Regions from separate parts of the Mus musculus genome. Here all the other regions are linked to region 4. Evidence: chromatin contacts called from public promoter capture Hi-C data. All regions are on one chromosome and are shown on one strand. Each heading gives the region's core, a stretch centred on a gene start, on an enhancer-like site or on the middle of the called end of the contact. The rest is flanking DNA. Distances are from core to core; before and after follow the strand shown.

Evidence for each region. Promoter capture Hi-C pulls out the DNA fragments that hold promoters and counts their contacts.
Region 1: a contact with region 4 is called in a promoter capture Hi-C map of hippocampal neurons, with 4 times the contacts expected there. The contact joins the enhancer-like site here to the promoter of Rab2a in region 4. A contact is called at or near these places in 5 of 39 promoter capture datasets (the C10 cell line, HPC-7-derived erythroid cells, hematopoietic stem and progenitor cells and 2 more) and 1 of 115 datasets of contacts at active chromatin or transcription factors (astrocytes).
Region 2: a promoter capture Hi-C map of neutrophils shows a contact between it and region 4, with 4 times the contacts expected there. The contact joins the enhancer-like site here to the promoter of Rab2a in region 4. A contact is called at or near these places in 10 of 39 promoter capture datasets (the 3T3-L1 cell line, 3T3-L1-derived adipocytes, the C10 cell line and 7 more) and 4 of 115 datasets of contacts at active chromatin or transcription factors (the 230-238 cell line, astrocytes and large pre-B cells).
Region 3: a contact with region 4 is called in a promoter capture Hi-C map of pre-B cells, with 4 times the contacts expected there. The contact joins the enhancer-like site here to the promoter of Rab2a in region 4. A contact is called at or near these places in 5 of 39 promoter capture datasets (HPC-7-derived erythroid cells, frontonasal cranial neural crest, liver and 1 more) and 1 of 115 datasets of contacts at active chromatin or transcription factors (astrocytes).

The regions. Positions count from the first base shown.
Region 1 is chr4:9,594,554-9,597,253 of GRCm38.p6, reverse strand. It overlaps Asph (aspartate-beta-hydroxylase), which reads left to right. Exons shown (of 24, transcript NM_023066.3): 11 at 1,839-1,877; 12 at 2,556-2,591. Among named protein-coding and RNA genes, the nearest start is that of Asph, 73 kb to the left of the region's middle. Within about 2 kb of position 1,378, at least 43 of the 459 cell types and tissues checked have an H3K27ac peak or open chromatin away from gene starts, as enhancers often do. A contact at or near this core is called in astrocytes and hippocampal neurons, where this site is marked.
Region 2 is chr4:9,629,854-9,632,553 of GRCm38.p6, reverse strand. The region is part of intron 3 of Asph (aspartate-beta-hydroxylase); the gene reads left to right. Among named protein-coding and RNA genes, the nearest start is that of Asph, 38 kb to the left of the region's middle. Within about 2 kb of position 1,328, at least 108 of the 459 cell types and tissues checked have an H3K27ac peak or open chromatin away from gene starts, as enhancers often do. A contact at or near this core is called in the 230-238 cell line, hematopoietic stem and progenitor cells and neutrophils, where this site is marked.
Region 3 is chr4:6,923,578-6,926,277 of GRCm38.p6, reverse strand. The region is part of intron 1 of Tox (thymocyte selection-associated high mobility group box); the gene reads left to right. Among named protein-coding and RNA genes, the nearest start is that of Tox, 66 kb to the left of the region's middle. Within about 2 kb of position 1,392, at least 92 of the 459 cell types and tissues checked have an H3K27ac peak or open chromatin away from gene starts, as enhancers often do. A contact at or near this core is called in liver and pre-B cells, where this site is marked.
Region 4 is chr4:8,534,306-8,537,005 of GRCm38.p6, reverse strand. It overlaps Rab2a (RAB2A, member RAS oncogene family), which reads right to left and starts at 1,362. Exons shown (of 8, transcript NM_021518.3): 1 at 1,098-1,362. The coding sequence starts at 1,143.

The sequences.
Region 1 (2,700 bases), core at 129-2,628, 1.1 Mb before region 4:
TAGCAGGAAGAGGAAGTCAGGCAATCATTCCAGTGCAGCCTTCTGCTACTTTGACAGGTGCTTGTGAGAGCCAGTTCATTGCGTGGCAAGTCTTTAATAATTGATGCATGCTGGCGTGTGGATTAAATGCCTGGAGATGAGGGTGCTTGGTAACATCTGTTTATGGATTCTCTGGGGAGAAAGAGGAATGAAGTTAAGAAGACCCTTTGATCCATGTGTAGGCGAAGTCAAGGACATTATCTCCATCTTGGGGTGCCACACAGGGCAATGTGAAGTCAAGTCTGCATTCTTCATAGTTTAATGAGTGTTTCAGTGGACGGATTGGATGGCAATGGTGGCAGTTTATGCCAGGAAACCAGGGTATTGCCAGCAAAGGTGGAGGGTGGCGAAGGTGTCTGAGAAATGTCTAGAGGGTCAAATTGTTAGGGTTTGCTGCATTTATGTGGAAAGCGAGTGGGAGAACAAGATGCTGGCAACTCTGACTCCTGCAGGCTTAATGGATATTAGATTTTTTTCCTCTAAGAAAAGAGAAACTGGGAGGCAGAGAGACCTTGGACCCAGTTTCTTACAAACTGGTAGTGGGGGTGCTTTGAGCCACCCAAGAGGTGAGACCAGAGAAGCCATTTGCTGGTGTTCAGCTTGCAGTGGAGTCCAGGGCTCCATGGGACTCCTGGGCACTAGCAGGTAATTGGAGCCAGACTGTGAATCTTGTAAGGAGAGGACGGTGAGGTCAGGGGTCAGGGGTCAGGGGTTGGGGATAGGTCCTGAGTCTGAGGGCACATTTCTGTTGCCTACTGAAAAAAGAACTGGCCAATGGGGAAGGCTGAGGACGAGGAAAGGGAGCCCTGCACACCCAGGGCGGGGGTGGAGAGAGACCTGCTGCTGAGACCCGGAAGGCTGAGCTTAGGAGTACCCTGGGTAAGGCTTGTCCCTGCCCTTCTCCTGGGCTCCTTTTCAGGCAGATGTGTGGGTTGAGGAGAGGAAAGGAGTGACAGTTTGCTTCTGGGATCTGCCAAGGGAGGTTGATTTGTACGTGTTTAATGCTAACGGCTCACTGACATGATTGTACTCTAATATCAAGAATAATGTCTAAAAGAATATGTCTAACATCAATATTCAAAAACAGTTCTTTGTTAATGTATCATTGCATTATAATACATTTTGGTAAGATGTATTACCACGGAGGCGGGCCAGAAGGTTTGGTTCTGGTGTACCAAATACTGGAAGCTTTTTCGAAGGTCAGTTGACTAAGGAGATTTCCTGCCGCTCTGTGTGGGGCTGTGGGGGTGTGGGAGCGAGCCATGGGACACCAGCCTTTGCATCAGAGCACAGAAACTCCAGTCCCCTGGGCCCTGGTTACCATGGTAAATTAAAGGTTCTGTCAGCCAGTTCCTGCTGAGAGGGTACCAGCAGGGGTGTTTGTCTCCAACCCAATCACTGTGCAAACTAAAGACTGCCTGGCAAAACTGGGATCCTGGGATAATTAGCAGGGGAGAGCGCACACAGACTGGAAAACCAGGAAAGGAGACTCCCTGTTAAGTCATCAGCAGATCTCGCTAACAGTGATTATGGGAGGAACTTATACTTGCCCCTGTAAGGGAAGGAGAACATGAAACTTCCATCTCCCATGGCTACCCACTAGCTAAAATGTGAGCCCAGATGGCTTGTTTTATAGCATTTAGCCAAATACTCCTGTCCCTGCCCTGTAATCTACATTGTTAGTGAGTAAGCCTGAGGCTTAAAATGTTTATAAATGAAATAAGGCAAGCCTGTAGGACACTGTCTGTCCTTATTTTTACTCAGTGCTGCATGATTTCTGTTTTCTATTTACTTCATAGTATATGAACCCTCAGAGCATGAAGGGGTCGCGATTTCAGGTGAGTTTTTCCTATAGTAACTGCGTAGCTGTGGAACAGAGAGTAGGAATAAGTATTTAGGAGTTGTCAAACATGGTTTCTGCCAGGAATTTGCTGCTAGGATGGCCAACAGATATCAAAATCCAAAGATACTCTAGGCCCTTGCATAAAACAGCACAGCACTTGCAACCAGTAATGAACTATACATTTTATATTTATTCAATATTTATTTTATGTCAGCAGGAGTGAGATTAAACTTTTGAATACAATTTAGCATTAAAGTGGATTTTGTGGAATAAGTAAAGACTCTTTATGGGAGTGTCCCATAAGGAGATCCAGCCTAGATAACACTTTCTGAGTGGATATTAGCCACTTTAGGTATCTAAGTCATTGGTTCTCAACCTGCAGTTTGTGACTCCCTTGTGTGTCAAGTAACCCTTTCACAGGGGTCATTGAGGTTTGTGACTCCCTTGTGTGTCAAATGACCCTTTCACAGGGGTCATTGAAAACCATCAGAAATAATTCATTCTAGTAGCAAAATTACAGTTGAGAAGTAGCAATGAAAATACTTCCGTGGTTGGGGGTCATGGCAACATGGGCTATATTAAAGGGTCATAGCATTGGGGAGGCTGAGAGTCACTGATCTAAGTGGAGCAAGAGTTAATGTAATGTGATTGGCTTATTCATTTATTTTCCTAGATAACACCATAGATGATTCCAGCATAATCTCAGAAGGTAAGGTTTTTTGTCTTGTTTTCTTTTGTTATTGTTTATGTTTGTTTGTTAGTTTGTTTTTGAGGTAGAGTTTCTCTGTGTAAACCTGACTGTCCTGGAACTTGCTTCG
Region 2 (2,700 bases), core at 79-2,578, 1.1 Mb before region 4:
GGGCTCCCACATTCAAGGCAAACTCACTGTGAACCTCAAGGCCTCCCAGGCTCAGTGCTGGGTCATGAAGAAGATGCTTGACAGAAACTTCTGACACCACATATGCACACACACAAGTATGTGATGTTCACAAATATATACAGGACACACACACAAATATATACATCCATATACAGGACACACACAACTCTAGGCCGTGTAGGTAGGTCATTGTCCAAATGTTTGCTGCTCAGTGCCACTTGCCATGCTGAAGCTCGGAAGTTTCTTATTTTATATGTAGTAATAGGAAGCACTTAGAGCACAGAGGATAATGAAACACAGCAAGGGTTTTCTCTAAATACACGGTGGTAGTATTTAGGGTGGGGAGAAGTATCGTTCTCACAGGTCTTGGGTGGAAATGCAGATCTCTGTTCATAGCATTGGGAGACTCAAGTTAAATGAAAAAGCCCGGGACTTGTCAAAAACTGATTAAATACTGACTGCAGTTTGTGTCTTTCCTCTCTCCTCACATGTGGAAACTGATAGGGCCTGTTCTTCAGTTGACAATAGCAGAGAAGTTCACTGTAAGCTTGACAGGTAGCCAGGATTCTGTTATCTCTTGTATGTCGGTATTGCTGGTAGTTGTGGTACATGGAGAAGTTGTGTTGTAAATGACCTGAAATGACCCGGCTTTGGTTACGAAGGCGCTGGAGATTCTGATGCACATATTTCTTCCTGTCATAACTACCACCTGCTTTTCTTCCTCAAATTCTGGGGCCTTTCAGTGTATAGGGAACTGACTTTACATCTCAAGGGTCTTTCCCTACTTCGGGTCATTTCCCACTGGAGACGGTCATAATAATTTACCTCTTTATTTCTTCTATTCAGAGGGTCCTGTTTGGGAGCAGTGCTTAGAAAACAGCAGAGAACAAGAATCTTTGCAGTAAGAATGCCTTCTTTCATGGGCAAGAGGAAGAGGGGTCAGGGTTGTCCCCTATCCCTACCCCCCCTGCCAGTGGCTGCTAGAGCCTTCTCAGCCTTCCTCGGGGTTCTTCTAGGTAGGCAGAGAGGACTCTTATCAGCTCATTCTAACTTACAAGGCCTTGAACAAGTTGTAAGAGTGTATAGCACTAACTGAGTTAGGCGTTTGATATGAATGACCATATTTGAGCGTCTGGATACCAGATGAGATGCTGCAGGCTGTAATCCGCTGGCTTATGTACTCCGGAGCACCTGCAGTTTACTCCAGGGCGTATGATCAGGTCTGGCTCATCAGTGTGCAGATTGGGAGGCTGTCGGAAGTGTTTGCTTTGCCCTCTGTATCACTTTCTCCTATCACTGTCTGCAGAGTGTGCTGATACTCTGCAGGGTTTCCTGCCCAAGACTGTAGTAGGAAAAAGATGATCTGCTCATGAGCTGGGAGGAGCGTGAGGTTTGCTGGGTGGACTGAAGCCTGACTTGGAGGTGTGCTTCGTACCGGTCTCTGTATTCTCCGCATTACCTTTCTGTAAACCTGGGACCATGATACGCCCCCCTTTTGAGATCACTCTGCCTAAGCTTAACTTTTTCCACCTAACTGCTCTTCTTGTTTTCTCTTTCTCTCTTCCTTTATTCTTATGTAGGCCTGACCAAAGATGGCAGTAATGAAAATATTGATTCTCTTGAGGAAGTCCTTACTATTTTAGCGGAGGAGAGTTCAGATTGGTTTTATGGTTTCCTCTCATTTCTCTATGATATAATGACTCCTTTTGAAATGCTAGAAGAAGAGGAAGAAGAAAGCGAAACTGCAGATGGTGTTGATGGTACGTCACAGAATGAAGGGGTTCAGGGAAAGACCTGTGTCATTTTGGATTTGCATAATCAGTAACTTCAACTCAGGGACTGAAAAGCAGTGGGTTGGAAAACGGAGCTGCCTCCTCTTCCTTTGCTTACGCAGGGCTCAACGTGCAGTGGGGCAGTTGTGACTTCAGATAATGCCACCCATATGATCCTGATCATCCTGCCCAGCACAGCCACTTAGCTAGCCCCTCGCTTGGCTCCCTCCACACCCAGAAAGGAAGTGGTATTCCTCATTCCTATAGCTGTTCACAAAGTGCATTGGAAATGATGTTCTTGGTAGTATAATTGGTTTCTGTATCATTTTATCTCAACTTATGTATTCACTGAACTAAGTTGGAAATTGTGTTGTACTTAACCCTTGATGCTTGTCTTTCTCATACTTTTAATGATAGTTCTAATGGGAGTGATTCTAACAATATTTCTGGCATGACTAATCAGCGAATGCTCCTTTGTTGACCTTTAACTTGCCTGCTGTGTAGTGAAGCTGGTACTTTTTAATCTGTAATTTCTTTAGGTTAATTGACTAGTCATATAAGTTCCTACAAACTTGTTAAAGTTCTGTATTAATGGTGCTTTTGACATAATTTAAAAATCCTATGTTTTTGCCTTAGGGCAGTGAAGTTTCTGAATTCAGACACTAATAGGTTTGAATATGTCCATTTCTGAAATCAGAATTTGTTTTCAATTTTATTTTCAAATATAAATCTAGAGAAGGTAATTTGTAACTTTTTTTGGGGTCACCCTATTATAAAAGAGGGAGAGTGTGAATGTGCGTCTTGCAGAATGTTGTACATATTAAAACTATCTTTCCTGAATTAGGCTTTTCCATTTTTTACTAACTTATTACCTGTTGATTTGTGAGTTATGTATAATATAATGTGT
Region 3 (2,700 bases), core at 143-2,642, 1.6 Mb after region 4:
CTCTCTCTCTCTCTCTCTCTCTCTCTCTCTCTCTCTTTCCCCAAGATTCAAAGCTTGCCTGGGAATTCCTCAAAACATAAAAATCTCCAGTTCCAAGACGTTTTTGAAAACTCTTTTATTACCACATCATATAGACATAGAAAATAACATATGGGTACTGGGGAGTTGAAACTCAAGTATTTTAAAGGAATGTAGCATATTAGCTTCTAAATATAGCTCATTGGAATAACGAAGAAAACACATATCTGTGGGCAACTAAAGAAGTAGAAATTAAGAAAGCAAAACCATATAGAAGTAGGAATAGAAAGCAAGCAGCTGAAAAACGAATGAAATTATACAGGAAAACTGAGATGAAGTCTTACCCTAAAGGCAGGAAAATGGTGAGAGTCAAATCCACTTAATTACCATAAAATAATTCAGTTCAAAGGTGAATGTATACCATTTTCCTCAGAAGAATATTATGTGCAGAACCAAATGGTCCTATGACCAAAAGAAAGAAAGGAAGAAAGAAAGAAGGAAGGAAGGAAGGAAGGAAGGAAGGAAGGAAGGAAGGAAGGAAGGAAGGAAGGAAAGAAGGAAGGAAGAAATCAAAACTGTGGCTTGCCAGTTCATCATGCAGCTAACACATGGTTTTCATGCTCTGCTATGTGTATTAAGAAGAAAACGGGTTGTATTTTGAGAGAGTTCAGGTGTAGAGTTTTAGAATACTCTATTACAGCACAATAAAAAAAGACTTATTTTTATCAACAGTTCTAGGTGAAAGGGGGCTGTACATATATCCAGTGAAAATATTTTCAAGCATAAAATGTTCTATCCCAAAGGGTTTGAATATCAAGTGTTACAAATACTCGTTCATCTGCCCTGTGTCTGCCTCACAGACACTTTGCCTTAGCCTATACCAATATGGATAAAATGAAACAAAATAACCAAACCAAAATACACCCTCAACTTTCCATAGTCAGCCTGGGACAGGTGGGAAATGGTGCTCTTGAAGAAACTTGCCCTTGGGAAGCCAAGTTGTGATGGTCAACCCTCCTGGCAAACGTGCCATTGGTTTCATCTATTTATATTTTCAGATCTGTTAATTATTCACAGTTTTGGCAGCACCGTTGCTTCATACACAGTTGGTGGCTGCCATCCACCAACACCCTCCAAGCCCATGTGCCTAATGCCATAAAAAAGAAAGTGACCTTCACTCCTCCCTCTGAAGCTTTAACAATACCGGCAATTTCCGCATATGACACAGCCACACAGTTTTATCGTGGAATGAGTGTTAACCTCTCAACATAATTCTGTGGTTTCTAAGTGTTCAGCCAATATCAGCTCAAGGAAATAGCTGTGTACAGAGAGGATTTGGTAGGCCCCAAAAGAGAAAAGAGAACAGAAAAAAGGAAGAATGTATTTTGTGGTTTTAAGTCTTATGGTTTAGGGCATCCCTTGGGGTTCAGTGCCATGAGCAGACAGGAAGTATCCATTCACAAGTTTCAGTCCCTCTATACTGTATTTGGTATCAGAATTTAAGTGAATTCAGGCCTGAGTGCCAGCATCCATCAGTTTCACATGATTAACCAAGACTCCATTCTTACCTATGTGGTCCTTGCAGAACCCCAGTACCATACGCAAATGAGAAAGAAAGAAAAAGAGCTGTTCTGCTTGGTTAGAGGTGTAATGTAATTGTTCAGGTGTGCCTGAGCCTCGAGCTTCTGTTGTTGGAAGGAAGTCACAAGTTACCTGCACACACTGCAACCATCTCAGAGATTCAAGGTTCCAAGTAACACCATGCAATAGCCATGAAAGTGTTGCCCTAGTTTGAAGGACATTGAGAACAGCTCTACTGTAATTGTCCATAAAGAAGGATTTTTCAAGTCATAAAGTATTCAAAAATTAGCTTTGTTATTTAGTTGACAATATTTTGTGAGGTTGGCCTACTGCCTAATAAATGAGCTTGTCTATTTACTACATTTAATTTTGAGATTTTTGTTTTGTTTTTTAGTTTTTTTGGTTTTTGCCTGTAGTACAGTAATAGGAAAATATTCAAGAATATAACAGAGTCAGAAGGTTTTTTAGATAAAGTTATGGATTCCATATAACATACTCCTATATTAGCATACATCTGATTGATTTGATTTTAAATTTATTAAATCCTTAACAATTTTGCAAACACCCAAGAAGGTAATTCTAAAACAGGATTTGTCAGACAATTGAATTCATAAGAATTGTCTAAAGAAACCTTTACTTTGAAAAGTCATGTCTATTGTTAAATTCTACTATGCTTGTTTGAAAAATAGCCATGTTACTACAGAGTCATACCCCATCCATGGTTTAAGCCAAGTAATAGCTCTGCTAAAAAGACTGGGTTTTTCTGTGTGTGTATGCATGTGTGCGTGTGTGTGTGTGTGTGTGTGTGTGTGTGTGTGTGTTGTAGATATATGTATCTTTAAGCACATAGACTTACTTTAGAGCTCTGTAGTCCAGAACAGGTATATGGGTTTATGTCATCATGGAGTGAGACTCCTGATCCTCTAAACTGTTTCATCAGAGTGAAATGCAAGTAGCTGCTGCAGACAAGTCAGTTATTCTCAGTTGCTCCTCCCATGTCTATATTGTGATTTAATTAGGGCAGTTTCTTCTGGCTTTGATTCTTTGACTTGGTCACTTCTGAAATGCCTTTGTCAGTTCTGTACTAGTAGCTGAATTCTG
Region 4 (2,700 bases), core at 113-2,612:
GCAATCAACATACTTCCAGAGTTACTTATAGAACCTGCTACATCATAGGGCAACCTCAAGATGCTTCTACATTTACAAAGTTGTGTAAGGGGTCCAGGTTGTGCAACACTCACCACTGAAATCAGACTCTAGTGTATTAATAGTTTTAACACCTAAATAAGCTTTACGTTTATTATTAGATTCGAAATATGGCCCAAATCGCAGGTATTCAAAGTATTTCATGAACAGCTTGCTTATTTGCTTCAGAAACTTATGAGGATGCTATTTTTAAGTGGGAACTTTTTTTTCCTTTTTTTTTTTGCTACAAATGTACACGAGGTCACCTGAAAATTAACAGTTGTGATCCTGGACTTGACAAAACCGAAAAAAAAGAAAAAAAAATCAGTAGTAAGTCAGCATACCCACAGTATGCTCACACCCAGCCCACTGACCTGCCTTGCATTACTATCAAGTCAAATAATGCCAGCATACACGTGGCAAAAGTCGCCAGAGCTCAATGGTGCTTTAATGATCCCGAGAAGAATTGCCCTGCCATCGAGTCATGTGATCTCACTTATTCGGACTTGGAGATTGAGGATATTTCCAAAAAAATTTAGGTTTTTTTCTTTTCCTTTTTTAATTTTTTTTTTTCCTCCCCAAAAGGCTGTCCCACTTCAGGGTGCGCCTTGCCAGGGCCTAGACGGAAGCGTGCAGGTCGGGGAGGTGGGACCAGGGAGAAAAATCTGGACCGGGGCCCGTCACGCTCCAATTCGTTCGACTTCCCTCTCTCTCCCCGGGCCGCGGAGACAGTCGAGGCGGGGGCCCCCCGGGGACGGCCGTGCTGCTGTCACACTCTCCGGGAAGTGGCAAACGGCTGCCGCGGGCCTGGCTGCAGCGGGCCCGGGCGGAGCAGGGAAGGAAGGCCCAGGCAGGCCGCGGCCGCTCGCAGCGCCCACGTCACCAGCGCCAGCACTGCGGAAATGGAGCGGCGGCCAGGGGACCGAGGGAGGATGGGAGGAAGGGAGGCGCTGCGCCCCCGACCCGCGCCGCTCGGCGCCGCCGCCGCCGTTTGCCCCGCCTGCCCGCCCCGGTCGCCCCCGGCCCGCCGCCGGCCTCACCTGTGTCGCCGATGATGATGTACTTGAAGAGATAGGCGTACGCCATGGCCGCGGCCGCTCCGTGCCAGGCTCACGGCTCCTCCTCCCGCTGTGCGCCTCCTCCGCGCCCTCACCGGCGCCGCTCGGCCGCGAACCCGGGCCCCGCCCGCCGTCGGTCGCCGTCAGAGCCAGCAGCAAAGGCCGAGGGGCAGCGGGACGAACTGACAGCGCCGAGCGCGGAGCACAGCGGCCCAGCCCTTCGGAACAATAACAGCCGCGGCGCCTCCGCCCCGCCTCCGCGCCGACCCGGAAGTGCTGCCGCCGCCTGCGCCGCCGGAGGAGAGGGGAGGAGCCGCGGCCGCGCCCTCCGGTCGGAGTCCCGCCTACCCCGGAGCCCCGCCTACCAGGCCGGGGCTCGGGGAGTCGCGAGGAAACGGAGCCTGCTAGGTTCAGTCGCCGCCCTCTCTCTCTCTCTGTGTGTGTGTGTGTGTGTGTGTGTGTGTGTGTGTGTGTGTGTGTGTGTGTGTAATCGTGGTATGTCCCTATAATGCTGTTATGTCGCTCTTAAAAAGATGTAAAAAAAAACCCAACTGTATAAATATTGAAGTAAATATACATTTGCATGCTGTTTATCAGACCAGGATTCTAAGTGCAATGTTGTGTATAGGTGTAATGTGTACAATATATGGCTTAATCATGTTTTGTGTATGTATTGTACGAAAAACTGAAATAAATACAGAAGCAACATGAAAGGAAATACCTGGTATGACATGATGGAATTAGTAAAAAACATATGTGTGTGCATGCAGTTTGAAGGTACTTTTGCCTTTGAATATATTCTGTATATATTGCCAGTGCTGCCAACTAGAGGCAAACCCAGTTCTTTAAAAGCCCAGATTTTAAAGAAGGTGGAGGACAGAGTTAGTTTACTATCTGAAACAGTTTTCTAGAGAGCCCACTTACAAGAAAGTGACTATCAAAAGGACAAAGGTTACTACAAGTAAGCCATGCATTTATAATCTCAGCACTTGGGAGATAGAGGCAGGAGGATCAGGAATTCTGGGTCATTCTTTACAACACTGAGGGGTCAAGCATGAGACCCTATCTAAAAAAAAGTGTGTCCCCAAAATGTACAGATAAAAGCACTTGCCATGCAAGCCTGTCTTGAGTTCATTCTCTGGAAACCACAATAGAAGGAGAAACACACACACAAAGTGAGAGAGACAGAGAAACAGAGAGAATATAGCAGAATGATGTTCGTGGATCTGTTCAGGAAATTTAAGAGTTGTGTAAGGAAGCTGATTTAATGCTTCCATCTCTCTTCTGTTGCTGGAGGAGGAATGAGTGGGCTTTTGTGGCTTTCGTGGCCAGCCTCCTGCTGACTGTCATCCCTTCCCTTGGGAATCAACCATTCTGTGATTATAGTTGATGGTACCATGCTAGGATGACTGAAGTTGGTTGCTACTTCATTTGCACAACTGACAAGCAGGACCTCACTAGGTTTTTCTTCATTACTAGGGAGGTGGTTTGCTAAAGGCTCAGGAACTTGATGTGAAAAGCAACTGAAAAAAATGGGGTTCACTGGTCTTTGGGACCTTCCCCGGGTGCTTCAGGCTTGAGGCTG